2 separate regions of the Rattus norvegicus genome follow, and region 2 is linked to region 1. Evidence: chromatin contacts called from public Hi-C data. All regions are on one chromosome and are shown on one strand. The core of a region is the stretch at or near the end of the contact, and the rest is flanking DNA. Distances in the headings are between cores, read along the strand shown. Region 1 holds the start of Pusl1 (pseudouridine synthase like 1). Region 2 holds the start of Isg15 (ISG15 ubiquitin-like modifier).

What was found. Hi-C and Micro-C count contacts between places; a contact is called where the count stands out from the background.
Region 2: a Hi-C map of liver shows a contact between it and region 1, with 3 times the contacts expected there. The contact joins the promoter of Isg15 here to the promoter of Pusl1 in region 1. A contact is called at or near these places in 2 of 12 Hi-C or Micro-C datasets (hepatocytes and liver) and 1 of 1 datasets of contacts at active chromatin or transcription factors (oligodendrocytes).

The regions. Positions count from the first base shown.
Region 1 is chr5:171,780,089-171,784,436 of GRCr8, forward strand. Pusl1 (pseudouridine synthase like 1) reads right to left here and starts at 2,791. Exons shown (of 8, transcript NM_001395608.1): 1 at 2,647-2,791; 2 at 2,360-2,417; 3 at 2,033-2,220; 4 at 1,734-1,883; 5 at 1,483-1,653; 6 at 615-669; 7 at 381-543; 8 at 1-99. The coding sequence starts at 2,723. The coding sequence ends at 86. Acap3 (ArfGAP with coiled-coil, ankyrin repeat and PH domains 3) reads left to right here and starts at 3,294. Exons shown (of 24, transcript NM_001395748.1): 1 at 3,294-3,494. The coding sequence starts at 3,448.
Region 2 is chr5:172,066,395-172,070,482 of GRCr8, forward strand. Isg15 (ISG15 ubiquitin-like modifier) reads right to left here and starts at 1,262. Exons shown (of 2, transcript NM_001106700.1): 1 at 1,122-1,262; 2 at 1-496. The coding sequence starts at 1,124. The coding sequence ends at 14.

The DNA of each region.
Region 1 (4,348 bases), core at 1,541-4,040:
TAATGTTGGACAAGGTTGACAGCCTTGTCTGCCGTGTGGCTTCATCTCCACTGTGTGCCGTCAGCTGATTTCCACACCATAGGGTTCAGGATGTAGGACCTATGGACAGACCCTAGGTCAAAGCAGAACTCCTCCTACAGTTCATCCAGAGACCCCCCCAACCTTAACACTTAGCCCTAAAGTCTGACCCTGCAGACCACTTCCTCCATGCACCATGGGGGTCACTGATCCCTAACTGAAGTCCTTTCTCTCACTGTCACTGGCTTCCCCACTACTCGTCTAGTACAATGGAGGGAGGGTTTGACTGCTTCCAAAAGTCCCCTCCCTTTAGTGAGGACCCAGCTTTGGAAAAGACTCTTTCTGATCCCATCCCCTCTTACCAAAGTTGTCATACAGCACTGACTTCAAGAACAGGCCATGGGCTGGGGCAACTCGAGCCTGATACTTGCCCAAGGGATCTTGACTCTCCAGAATCACTTTCACTTGTGTAGGTGCCAGAATCCCTAGCCCCACAGCCACCAGCACAGCTGTCATCCTCCGCACCTGCAGCAGAGAGCTAAGGTCGTTACAGGTGTCTACTTGAACCCATCCTGGGAGGGGTTAAGGTAGCCTACCTGTCGATAGAGGAAAGACTGGCTTTCAAACTCCAAGGTCCAGAACTGCAGCCTCCTAGGAACACAGACAGCTTTGAGGTCCAAGCTATAGGACCATCTCAGCCAACCTAGCTCACTATGTGGCCTCAGACAAGACAAAGATTTAAATGCTGGTTTAAAGGCTTATCCATCCAGGGTGGGTTCTTGCCTAGTTGACCACCAGTTCCAGAGGGGATGAGAGTTTTGCATGACTTCCTGGAGTCTATATATACCATAAAAGGAAACAATTATATACGAGAGCATTGGTTAGTCTGTACACAGGAAATACCAATTGTTTTGGGCCTCCCTTCATGGGTCAGGGCTACAGTATGCATGCTGAAGCAGGACATAGCCAGCCCACCCAGCAAGATGGAACCTCAGCCGTGTGCTCTTGTGCCTGGTTCATACCAAAGTGCCTTTTCCCCTTGGAGCTGGTTCCAGATGTGACGTTCCCAAGGTGAGCAGCCGGTTCCCGGTGGGAAGCCCACTAGGCAATACTTGAAGCAGAGAACTTAACACAGTCTGTCAAAGAGGACTGGTACTAATAGCTCCAGTGAAATCTTTTCAGTGACTGCCAGAACCTATCTGCCACAAAGAGCTAGGGGCCTGGCAAGGCTCTCAAGAAAGGCAACATTCTCTACCCTGTACTCCCCAGCCTGACAGGGACCCCACCCAACAGGAAGAAGACAAGTTTCTGGTTCACCTAACTGGCCAGCACCTTCCACCCTCTAGGCCCAATGGATGTGCACTGTGCCAGTTTAGCATCATCTCACTTTTATTGGGGTATTATGAGAACTAATTTAACCCTGGTGGCCTCTAGTCCAGCATAATGAATGGCTAGTCTTCTCACCTGCTCTCCTGAGGGAGGACAAATAAGCTGGCTGGACCAGGAGACACAGAGACTCTTCGCAGTGTGCGTACAGCATGTGGGACTGGGCTGCCAGCAGACTGGAAGGCACTAAAATCATGTGTCCCAAGGAGATGCTGGGCAGCCTCCTGCATGGCAGCTATATCCAGGTACCTGCAGAGCCAAGTAAGCATTGAGGAGGGCCCAGCCAGATGGATGTTGAGCCATTTTCTTCCCATTCTTAGCTCACTCACTCTGTCTGCAGAGACCAGCATACATTTTGTTCAAACACAGGCAGTTGATTAGGCCCGGAGCAGCCTGTGGCCAGACGGTATAGGTAGGTTCTGGAGGTGGCTGCGTGGCGAGCATGGAAGTCATTGGGCACTCGGAAGGCCTTCAGTACACTGTGGCAAACAGATCTGGCTCATCCCTGGAACAAGTCTGCCCACCTGTCCATGTAGCGCTCTGAAAATCTCTGCCTCCCACCATATTGAGGTGTGGGGTAAAACAGTAAAAGACAAAAACCAGAACCATACAAAATTCCCGGGCTCACCGAATGGCTGGGTGCTTCAGGTGGGTGTTGAGGGCCTTGGTTACGATCTCTGGGGAAAAAGGCGGCCGGCCTGGGCGGCGCTGGATGTCCAGGTGCGCCGCGTTGCTCAGGGCATGCACTCCGGCATCAGTGCGGCTGGAGATAGTGAACCTGACCGGCTCGACCGAGTTCAGCCGCTTGGCAGCCTCCTGCAGGAACCGTACAGGCAGGCTGCCACAGCGATGGCCAAAGCCCGTTAGTACGAGGAGTGTGGGCAGGGACTGGAGTTGCCGACCGCTTCTTCCTCCCCAAACCGGTCATCGCTCTAGGCGAGAGATAACAGCTCACCTCCAGAAAGTTCTGTACCCCAACAGCGCGATGGTTACCTCTCACGGCCGCAACTCCACTGCGGAGAGAAACAGGAAGGAATTATTTGTACCGTCTGTGGGAGCTGTCCCGCCTGGGATCTCCGCCCCCAGGCGCGTTCGTTCCGTCCAGGCCAGCGTTCCTAGGCTCCTAAAATTCCGCATCCCAAGACAGAACGCCCAGACTGCTGATCGTGCCCCTCCTGTCCGTCTCGCGGATTTCCCGCGAGGTCGAGTGGAGAAAGCGGAGGTAATAGCGGGAAAACGTACTTGAAGTCTGTGCCCAAGTACTGGAAGAACACAAGGTAGCGCGCACGCACGGAGCCCACCGCCCCGCAGGAACCCATATTTGAGCGGCTGGCGGGCGGGGCGGTTGCACGTGGCCGGCGGTCGACCCTGCCCAGCAATGACGGCGCCTGCGCACTAACTCGGCCCACCCCGCCTGAATGGAGAAACGGAGGCGGGACCAAGCTTAGGGAGCGGATGCGAAGTGCTGTCTTCTGGGCTCGACTATGTTAACTGTGCTCTACCTCGCAGGGGCGCGATGACGGGCTGCTCCCGCACAAGTGTCCTTAATTCGTTCACTCCCGATCTCCCCACTGCAGTTCCGGAATGTGTCTGCCTGACGGGTTCTAGCCGAGTGCTCCCAAATGTAGTTTTTGTAAACTCCCTGAGTTTAACAGCGGCAGGGATGCCTGAAGTGGGAGAGCCGTGCCCTTCCCTTTCCCGCGGCCCAGCCAAACCACTCCGAAGCCCAACTGCGGCTGCCGGCCCTGCTCCCAACCCCGGTGGCTGAGGACAGAGGGCAGTGACAGGCTAGGGAATGCAGCGGCGCTTTTAGCGACGCTCCCCGGAGGTGACAGCGGGTGGTGCTGGCGGCGGCTGACTTTGGCGACGCTCCCCAGCGGTGACAGGCGGGGCGGGGCCGCGGCGCGCCGGCCTCATACCGAGGCGGGCAGGCGGGCGGGCGCGGAGCGCAGCACAGCGCGGGCGCGACGGACGGTCTACCGGCCGGGGATGCCGCTCGACGCGCCTTGGTCCTCGGTACAGTGAGCACCGCTCACCGCAGCCATGACGGTAGAGTTCGAGGAATGCATCAAGGACTCGCCGCGCTTCAGGTGTGCTGCGGGCCTGGGTTAGGGCGCGGGCGGGGATGGGGAGCCGCCTTTGTGCCGGAGGCGGGCAAGGGGTGTCCAGCATGGTGACCGCTCCAAGTCCACCTGGACGGAGCAGAAGACCTGGCACGAACAAACCGGCTGGAGCCGGAGTCGCGGTCCCCTAGCTGCGCAGCTCCGCCTCCGGCCTCGGGGGACCGGAACAAAAGACGCCCCTGTACTGATCACCTCGCGCGCGGGGGTGAGTGCTCAGATTGCCTTGGGCAGCTGTGTGTCACTGGGCATTTGCGTTCGGTGCCATCTCTAGAACTGTCCACCCTTCTTTGTGTGTATGCTTTAGTGTGCCACAAGTACTGAGCTCCTCCTTGGCCCTGTAGTCCAATTCTGACTAGGATTGTCTGGCACCCTGCTTGATCTCTATCTTGATCCGTATGTCCAGAGCAGTGTATGGGTGCAACCAGCTGGAGCCATTAAGGCCCGAGATGGACACCTTAGTGAGAGTTAACGGAGGTATAAGTGACCCAGGAACCTGGAGATGTAGAGGCTGTGGGGATGAGGAAGTCGTGTTTAGGTGGCAGGGTATTATGGGCCTTATTCACCTATGGGTTTGTTTCTTTTATTGTTCCTGGAATACAGTCATGCACATCTGTGTGAATCACATGGCCACACAGATATACATCTGTTTCATTGGGTGACATTTGGCAGACAGTAATGGAGTCCCTCCTGTGTGTCACTTGAAATTGTGTACCTTCATGAGGCCCCCTCTGTATATGCCTGTACACAGGGGAACATGTTCTGCCACTCTGCTCTTCCTTTGAGTAGGTGCCAGGCGGCGCACTTGAATGTGTGGGTGATCT
Region 2 (4,088 bases), core at 12-2,511, 280 kb after region 1:
CTGGATAGGGGCCTTAGAAATAGTAGTCCCCTCCCCCCCTCAGGCGCAAATTCATGATCACTGTGCAGTGGGGTGTTAGGCCATACTCCCCCAGTGGCTCTTTGTCCTCCATGGGCCTTCCGTTGAAGCTCAGCCAGAATTGGTCTTGGGAGACTTGCTCGTGCTGGGACACCTGCCTCATAAGCACTTCCACAGTCTGTGTCAGCTGGACCTCATAGACATTGCTGCGGCCCCTTTCATTCCTCACCAGGATGCTCAGAGGATGGCTGCAGTTCTCTACCATCAGCATGACTGTGCTGCCAGAACTAAGGCCCTGCCTGATAAGGGCAACACCATCCTGTAGCATTTCACCGCTTTGGTGGGCCAGGCGCTGCTGGAAAGCTGGCACACCACTCTTCTGAGCAACCTGCTTCTTCAGTTCTGACAGCATCATGGAGTTTGTCATGGACACCAGGAACTCCTTGCCCCCCAGCATCTTCACCTTTAGGTTCCAGGTCTGCAAGAATTACATGGATTTAGTAGTGGTTCTCAACCTTCCTAATGCTGCGACTCTAATAGAATGCTTCTGTTCTTTAATACAGTTCCTTGAGTTGTGGTGACCCCCAACCATAAAATTATTTTCATTGCTATTTTGTAACTGTGATCTTGCCGTATGCAGGATATCTGCGAGAAGGACCTCCTGTGAGAAGGTCGTTCAGGCCCCCAAAGTGTTCATGACCCATGGGTTGAGAACCACTGGCTTAATAACTTTGGCTGGGAGTTACCACATGCAAAGCACTGGTCGTAGGGCCAGCCCCCATGTCCCACATCCATCTTCTCCTCAGGGAGGACCATCCAGTATTGTATGATACAGAGGCCTCAGTTTTAAAGGGTCAGCCTCCCACAACCATCAGATTGTTTCAGTTCACCCACAAAGATATCCTTCTGGGTCCAGCCCTAAGGGATCTAGGGCTGATAACTGAGCAAAGAACCCAACTCCACCCCCAGCCCCCAAGTGAGCTTTGAGCAACTTTATTCTGTCCCCACACTGAGGCTATTCTGCCTCTGAAAGACCCTATCGAGGAATAGAATAAAGTCAACTAGAATGAAGCCCATCTGCCTCTGCCCCAAATTGGACTCACCATGGCTGTAGGCTTTAGCACTAGGTCCCCTGAAACTAAGGAGTCTGCTTCTCTCTGCTTCTCTCAGCTTCTGGCTGCTGGCTCTCACAGTCAGAGAGAGACTCACTGGGTCAGCTCTCTTAAAGTCTGAGCTGTGGATGTGAAGAGGCGGAGTCTCTGGGCTCCAGAGCTGTTTCTGTTTCGGTTTCCTTTTCCTGAGGCACACCTTAAATGGATGAGAAAAGCAAAACTGAATGAAAAGAAAAGTGTAGTTGGGAAGAAAAGAGACAGGCTCTTAAGGGTCAAGTCTGTAATTTGACGTGTGCCCTAAAACTCCCTAAACTCCCAGCACTTCAGGTCCTGCGTAAGGCATGTAAAAGTCAGAACAGGAACTAATAGTAGAAAACGTATTTGCCATTTGTTAGCTTGGAAATTAGTTATCTTGGAAAAATGTTATAATAATAAAGAAACTACATAACATAGTAACAATCAGAATTACCCAAAGATATTGGTTATTAGTTTAGAACAATAGTTTTCAAAGCATAGGGAGTTGGGGTAGGGGGGGTTGTAGGAAGCATTTCTATCCTGTAATAGTTTATTAAGACCTTATTGTAGCTGGGCAGTGATGCATACCTTTAATCTTAGCCTCGGGGAGGCAGAGGCAGGTGGATGTCTGAGTTCAGGGCCAGCCTGCTCTACAGAGCAAGCACCAGGACTCTGTCTTGAAAAGCTAAGAGAAGAAACAAACAAACAAACAAACACTATTGCTTACGTAAAGATACATTGAGTCAGATGAGTTTGTTTTTTGAAGTAGTCTTGCTATGTAGTCTATGCTGACTTCAAACTCACTTTGAAATTGGCCTTAAACTGGTCCTTCTGTCTCTTCTGCTTAGGTTCTGAGATTTTAGTCATTTTCGGCAGTGCTGGGGATAGAACCCAGAGCTTCGTGAATGCTAAGTAAGTGTTCTAACAATTGAGTTATATACTTAGCACCCAGGTTTTTCTTAAGGTTTAGTTTTAATTATGTTGATATAAGGTATTAGGGGGGCGTTGTGTATATGTGAGTGCAGGTGCCCTTGAAATTTAGAAGGAACTGGGTATATAAATTTTGTTTATCTATTTTGCATATAGGTTCTTGTACATGTAGAGGTCAGAGATTAATGTCGAGTGTTTTCTTCAATCACTTTCCACATAGACATCACTCCAGCCCAATATTTAAAAGAAAATTAAAGAAGTAGGATCTTTTCTTTCTTTCCAATGCCTGTATAACAAAGACAGCCCATTTCACAAGTTAAACCTTAATCATTAGTATGGCAATCATAGAGGGGATGTGGTTCTTGAGGTTTCTTCCCTCTATGTCCCCTGCTTGTCTGATGTCTGCAGGAGGCAGAGGTTCAGGGGATTCCACACAGACTCCTTCATATGGCTCAACATAGGTCCATAGCTGCGAAAATTACAGCCCAGCCTTCTTGTCAACCCCAAGACAGGGACTGACTCTTGTATAGAAGGCATGGGTATGTGTATCTGGGGTGTTGGAATACTACATTTCTAGAATACTCTGGGAGTGCCGTACCTGGCCTCTTGAAAACATCCATCTCTCCGAAAAATCAGTTGTGAAGACTTTGAAACTACTCAGTGGAAGTGGCATTTTCAAGCTGAAGGTGATGGTTCACTCCCTTAGTTCCAGCACTTGGGACGCAGAGGCAGGCAGATCTTTGTGAGTCCAAGGCCAGCCTAGTCTACAGAGTGAGTTCCAGGACAGCCAGGGTTACACAGAGAAACCTTGTCTCAAAAACAAACAAACAAACAAACAAACAAACAGTGCCATTTTCTCTAACCCAACAAGCTAGCCTCTTTCTGTGGCTAACTAAAGCAGATTTGAACCACCAGGAGGGTGTCCAGCCCCTACTGTGCTCTCAGGCCACCTCTATTGAGTGAATACATGGAGGCAGCTGGCAGGCTATGCTGTGCCTAGTAACTAGGGCTTGCAGTGTAACTCAGAATGAAAACAGTAGCAACCATTAAAATATTAGTGGCCCTGTCTTTTTTTTTTTTTTAAAAAGGATTTATTTATTTACTTTGTATATGAGTACACTGTAGCTGTCTTCAGTGAGGGCACCACTGAACACCAGAAGAGGGCATCGGATCCCATTACAGATGGCTGTGAGCCGCCATGTGGTTGCTGGGATTTGAACTCTGGACCTCTGGAAGAGCAGTCGGTGCTCTTAACCACTGAGCCATCTCTCCAGCCCGGCCGTTTTTCTTATTCTCCTTTCAAAAAAAAAAAAAAAAGATTTTGAATTTGCCGTAATTTTTGGGTGTGTGTGTGTGTTTTGAGACAGGGTCTCACTATGTAGCTCTAGCTGTCCTGGAACTTACTCTCTGGATTAGGCTGGCCTCAAACTCACCAAGCTCTTCCTGCTTCTGTCTCTTGAATGCTACATTAAAGGCATGTGTAACTTGCCCTAACTTTTGAGTTCTTCTTTGCTGGACTTAGCAGTGGGGTAATTCAGAATACATCATTAGCACCATGACATCATCCCATCTGGTTTCTGTCACCACTGATATCCTTACATTGCATGAAGTTGTCCTTCCACCGCCCTGTGATATCAGCTGATGTCACCTATCAGATAGGTGAGCAGAACCAGTTGACCTCCCTCTAGTCGCGGTGGCTGGTGTTGGTTCATCTTTTTTACCAAAGCTTGTGCCAAGGCTTCTGTGTTTGTTACAGGCTCCTTGCTGGAAACAACATTGCACATGAGCAAATGATTTTCAGCTGAGCAGACAAGTGGCTGTCTTGATACTGCTAGAGTCTTGGGTAGGACTGCGAGGAGACGCAATGACTCCTGGCTTCGCAGCCTTGAAAATTTGTTTTCTAGTCTTTGGAGAAATTTCCTAAGAGGTGAACATGAACTTCATTCCATATCCCCCAATGCTTCCTTTCCGAAAGTAAGTGAGCCAGGAGCTCCGCCCCGCCCACTTACTTCA